Linked DNA regions of Podarcis muralis: region 1 is linked to region 2. Evidence: chromatin contacts called from public Hi-C data. All regions are on one chromosome and are shown on one strand. The core of a region is the stretch at or near the end of the contact, and the rest is flanking DNA. Distances in the headings are between cores, read along the strand shown.

Region 1 (2,700 bases), core at 70-2,569, 440 kb before region 2:
TTTAAATAAACATGATCTTTCTATTTTGAACTCTGATATTTTGCCCAGCTGCAAGAGCTGCTCATGTTAATGTTATCCAACAAATTTGCTTTCCCACCCTCCAAACTTTCAAGGAGAGATGCTGGGAACTGAAGATTGGACTCTGGCTATTTGCAACAAGTCAGGGATTTGGGATAGTATCTCCATCATTATAACTACTCAAAGTCTGGATCTCTACACCACCTTTTCTTTTAGCTTATCAAGGACTAAATATAAGAAGCAGCACCTCCCAGCTTGCCCCACCTCACAGGATTGGTGTGAGTGAGCTCTTTGTCATGCCCCACAAGCAGATTGCCCCTGGGTCCCCTGGTATCACTGTTCTTGGTGTAGTGAGTCTCTGAGTATGAACACCAATTCAGCCTCTCTAGCTGGCAAGACACTCGGGTAGGCTAACTACACTACAGTTTTAAAAACTTATATAATGGGCTGGAAATAAATCTTAATCTAAACCCTGCGTGCATCGTGACAGCCAAAGCAAGCCACTGTTGCGATCACTTTTTTCTTAGTGTCAAAGCCCTTGTTCTTTCAGAAAATGGCTTTGCGGCGAACTTTACCCAACGTAGTTTGGAAATGGAAAATATTAATGTTAATTCGATTTAACACATAATGGTCATAGAATTTCAGTTGTGCGGGGGGGGGGGGACTGCCACTCCCTCTCCCCAATGCCAGTTTGCAAACTTCTGCGCCAAGAACTAAAGAGCTGGTGCTTTTTCTGGGGGGGAAACTGGTCCTGGTGAATTTTTTCCTTATAATTCTAGATTGTTAAGCTCAATGGCGCAGCAACCGCTTTGCATGCAAGAGATTCCAGGCTCTTCCCACATATCAGAAGTGGGTTGCGGTGTTGTTTTTTGCATGCTTAAGGCAAAGAGAAAAGAAAGCCTTGCAAATCCGTGATACCATACCTTTTAACTTCTCCAGCTTCCTCTGCATATAGACACAGATGTGCATATGCATAGATGCGTCTGAATTTCCCCAGCGGGGAGCTGAGAAAAAGTTGCCCCCCTTCCCAGATTCATGAAGTACGATTTTTCTGAACTTCTAAACTGACCTAACGTCACTCTCACCTCAGGCCGAAGCGCACCTGCCAGAAACCCTCTTTAGTCGGGGCCTACAACTCTTCCCTTCGCTTTTCTCCGTAGTTCTAGGTGACGTTTCTCCCTTTCCTCTTTGCGTTCTTCTCTCTCCCATTGCGAAAGCTCCGCGACGCGCGCGCCGTCACTAGGCAACCGCCTCCGCTTCCTCGGAGAGAGCCGGCCCCTTTAAGGGCGCGTCGAACGCCGATGGCATAGATGGGCGAGCTCGGCTTCGGAAAGAGGCCGAGCGGCGCTTCTTCGCTCTCCTCCTCCTTCCTCCTCCCTTCCCCGCCTCGAGCGCCCGCCTATCTCCGCGGGTGAGGCTGGGCCAGCCTTGGGTCGGGACTCGACTGATATGGTCTGGAGAGCGGGGATTTTGACAGGGCCGCGGAAGGTGGTTGGCCGGGAGAGCGGAGGCCCCGGGAGGCCGATGGCGGCGGCGGCGCTGGTAGGAGAGTCTAGGGCGGATCCCCTGGGGAGCCGGCAGCGACGCTGGCCATTCAGGGCGCGGCTCCTCTTCCCCGTCGTTGTTTCCCTTGTCGCGGGGAGTTCCGTCGGTCGGTGTAGTGAATGAGGCGCGGGGGCTCACGGGAAGCCCCGGGTTCAATCCCCGCCCCCCGATGTTAGCAGAGCTGCAGGCTGCGATGAGCTGGGAGGGAAAATCCTTTGTGCTTTTTTCGTGGCTTGTAGGAGGTGCAGCATGGAGACGCATACAAAGATCTCCAGCCATTGAAAACACAGCATTAAGATAAATTCAACAGTGTAAATAAATTGTGATGGATGTAATAAAATACTGAATGGTTTAGTTTATGTAAAATACGCAGGGATTTATGATTTGTAAAATGAACCGTGGAAAGAGAAATCGTTGATATTTTAAGGATGTTTAAATGAGTATTCTAAATTGTAAAACAGAAAATTTAATAAAAATTATATTTATATATATACACACACACACACACACACACACACACAAAAACAAAGATCTGCAGCCAGCAGAAGTTCATCTTTTGATCAGAAATGAAAACAACCTATTTGTATTATTTTGTAACACACACACACACACACACACACACACAAAATTTTCGATTAAAACTATTGAAAAAGAAAATAAATGCGAGCGACCTTGCGAAAGAAGTGGTGCGTGCTTCAGCTGCTAGCTTGGGGTAGGAGTTGCACCAAAAGGAAGGAGCGCCTAGCCCTTGATGGATGGCTGTTCCCCACCCACCCACCTCGCTCGCCCTCTGGCTTCCTCCATGCTTCCTTGCAAGAAGTGAACACAAAGTGGTGATGGCCCACCAACTTGGATGGCTTTTGAAAGAGGATTGGGCAAGTTCAAGGAGGATAAGGCTATAATGCTTCTGAAAACCAGTTGCTGGAAACCGCAGGAAGGGAGTGTGTTGTTGCGCTCAGGACCTGCTTGCAGGCTTCCTGGTGGGCATTTGGTTGGTCACTGTGAAAACAGGGTGCTGGTCTAGATGGGACACTGGCCTGATCCTGAAGGGATATTATGCTCTTATGCTAACTTGAAATATTCATTATCCTTTCACTCACTAGCCAGAGAAGGAGGGCCGGTCATATTATGTCACTG
Region 2 (2,700 bases), core at 34-2,533:
AAATTATCTATGCAGAAGGAAAGTGATACCCAAGTTTATATATAATTACTGTGTGTGTGCTCGGGTATATATTTCCTCTACCCTCTTCCTGTTCCAAAATGAGTTTCGTGCAGCCTGATCTCCAAAGCATTCCTTAACAAATGTTACAGCTTGTAAAATAACAAAACATAACAGCAGTCACTTTACTCTGCATTGCTACTATCTACTTGATGAAATCAACATCGTAACGAAAAACGCCACACGTTACACTAGTTGTAAGGTTTGCTCATAACTTGTTACACAGTAACTGGAATCTCCACAGTATAAATGCAGAGAAAGTAAGAGAAAGTAGCGCTTAAGCCCCATGTAACCAATCGTATCACTCAGTTGGAACTAATGTGCAGCCATTTAACTTCGCTGCAGCTTGAGGGTGCAATCCTAAACTCGCTTACTTCCGGAGTAGATCCTATGGAATGCACAAACACTTGCTTCCGAGTAAAGATGCACGGGATTGTGCTGGGCCTACGGTGCACTAAGCAGTTGGGAAACACTTAGGTTTTCCCATGGGGCATGTGCAACTATTTTCTTGCACTATTTTCTACACAGAGAGCACTTTCCTCTCTGCCCCGCCCCCCATCACGCCCATGATATGCACGAAGAAATCCACGACTTAACTCGGGGGTCTTCACAAGCGTCACGTGTGAACACTCACGCTATACACCGCAAGCCTTTCCTTCGGACGACCGTATCTTAGCAGAACATCCTCCCATCTTAAGGGAGACCGCGAGCTGCTGAATTGCACGCGAGGTCCAGCGCGCAATTCCAAAAGCAAAGGAGATTCATCCCTACATCGGGTTGAATCCTGTACCTGGCATGGAAGCTGCAGCGCTCTCCTCGAGAGACGCGCAAGAAACCGCACCGGGCAGAGCCAGGCACCCCCGCCTCTTCCCCTCCGTCCCTCTCCCGTCCCCGTCGCGTGGGGGCCAGAGAGCCAGCCGCTCTCTTCTCTCAGAACCCCGACCCAAGACTCTCCCCGCAGCTCTTAGCTGCGCGCGATCCTGTACCTGGGTCCGCCTGCGATGCACACGCTCTCCGCCATGTCTCGCTCCGCTGGTGCTTCAGCCGCACCTCCCTGGGAAAACCGAACCCGGGGCGAGCGATTGGAGCCTCCCTCCCGCAAGTGCGCACGCGCGGACACTTCCCCCTGTCACCCACGGAGCTCGGCAAAGGATGCTGGGAAGCCCGACTCCCTCCCCCGGCATTCCAAGCGGTGGATACTCCGCCGACTTCTGCCTCTTGGCCGGCGCGGAGCAGCCTGGGATATGTAGTCCTCCCCGTGGCTCCCGCCCTTTAGCCTAAGATTCCTTCGGCGGCGGTATCTTTTCCCTGCTGAAGGCCACGGCATGCCGTGAACAAGCACGCAGGCACGCTCACTCGGGAAAGCGCGCCTGCCCTTGTTCAGTGCGGAGTCAGCCTCAGCGCGCGCCACATCGCTGCTGTTCCTTTTCGGTCCGTTCACCCCAAGGCATGCCGGGACTTGTGGTCTTCGGCTGGGGCATGATGGGGGTTGTAGTCCCGCGGGAGTTTTGACTCGGCTCTCGCTCCAGTTAAGAAGATCCGGGTTCTTCCGGCTGAGGGCGAGCAGTGTTTGAGGGCGTCGCCTAGCAGCAGCGGCCTGCTCCGCCTCCTCGGTGAACGACTTGAGTAAACCAGCGAGGCAGAAGGAGGGAGGGATGTTTTCGTGAACAAATAAACGCGGATTAACGTCGCCTGCACCTGGCGGGCGAGGCGGGGCTCCGGAAGGGGGACTAGGCTGCACTCCTCGCTGACCGTTTGGCTCCGAGAGCGGAGAGGCGTTTCCTTGCCTGGGGAAACAAATGGCTGCAATCCTCGACCCGCTTCCTCTGGAGTAAACCTACTGGCTCACTGCGAAGCGCGCAGGAGAGGTTGCGTGGAGCCTCCGCATCCTAGGTATCCGGGGTAAAAAGGCTCATAGCTTCGCTTCCTTTCCCAGCTGACTCACTTCGGAGGGTCTAGAGGCGCTTTCGAAAGGTTTATGGCGAAGGCCTGTGTGTGTGTGTGTGTGTGTGTGTGTTTAAACTCCTTTTAGAGAGTCTTGTAGTAGACATTGAAAGACCAGCTAATCTGTTAATCTTTTCTCCCCCCCCCCGTGAACTATAGGTTCAACTATATACCTCTATATAGCTATATACCTATAACTATATACCTCTATATACCTCAGCTATATACCCCCCCTGAACTATAGGTACAGCTATATACCTCTATAGGTTTAAGGTGTACTCGCTTGAAAGTGTGTGCGCTTCACGACCATAGGGGTTGTGGCCTTGAGCCCACTGCATCAGGTAAGGACATAAAAAACGAGCCATGCTCACCTGGCACCGCATCCCGTTCTCACAGGGGATAAACAGGTGTTTGTGGGAATCCGGTAAGCAGGATCCTTGGCGCAAGATAGTCCTCTCCCCTCCTGTGGTTCCCAGCAATTGGTTCTAATGCCTCCAACTGTAGCAGCAGAGCAGAGTAACATATTCTGACTGGTAACCATGAATGGTTTTCTCCATGAATTTGTCCAGTGTTCTTTTAAAGCCATCCAAGCTGGTAGCCATCACCGGTCTCCTGTGGGAGCAAGTTTGATGGTTTACAATGTTATGCTCACTTGACGGATATGCTACTTTGGATGAGGGATGGAAGTGGCATGTGGAA

What was found. Hi-C and Micro-C count contacts between places; a contact is called where the count stands out from the background.
Region 1: a contact with region 2 is called in a Hi-C map of blood, with 4 times the contacts expected there. The contact joins the promoter of POC1B here to the promoter of TMTC3 in region 2. A contact is called at or near these places in 2 of 3 Hi-C or Micro-C datasets (blood and tail).

Annotation. Positions count from the first base shown.
Region 1 is chr10:39,840,742-39,843,441 of rPodMur119.hap1.1, reverse strand. It overlaps POC1B (POC1 centriolar protein B), which reads left to right and starts at 1,319. Exons shown (of 12, transcript XM_028746650.2): 1 at 1,319-1,560. The coding sequence starts at 1,468.
Region 2 is chr10:39,404,210-39,406,909 of rPodMur119.hap1.1, reverse strand. It overlaps TMTC3 (transmembrane O-mannosyltransferase targeting cadherins 3), which reads right to left and starts at 1,283. Exons shown (of 16, transcript XM_028746084.2): 1 at 1,044-1,283. It overlaps CEP290 (centrosomal protein 290), which reads left to right and starts at 1,511. Exons shown (of 56, transcript XM_077934783.1): 1 at 1,511-1,959.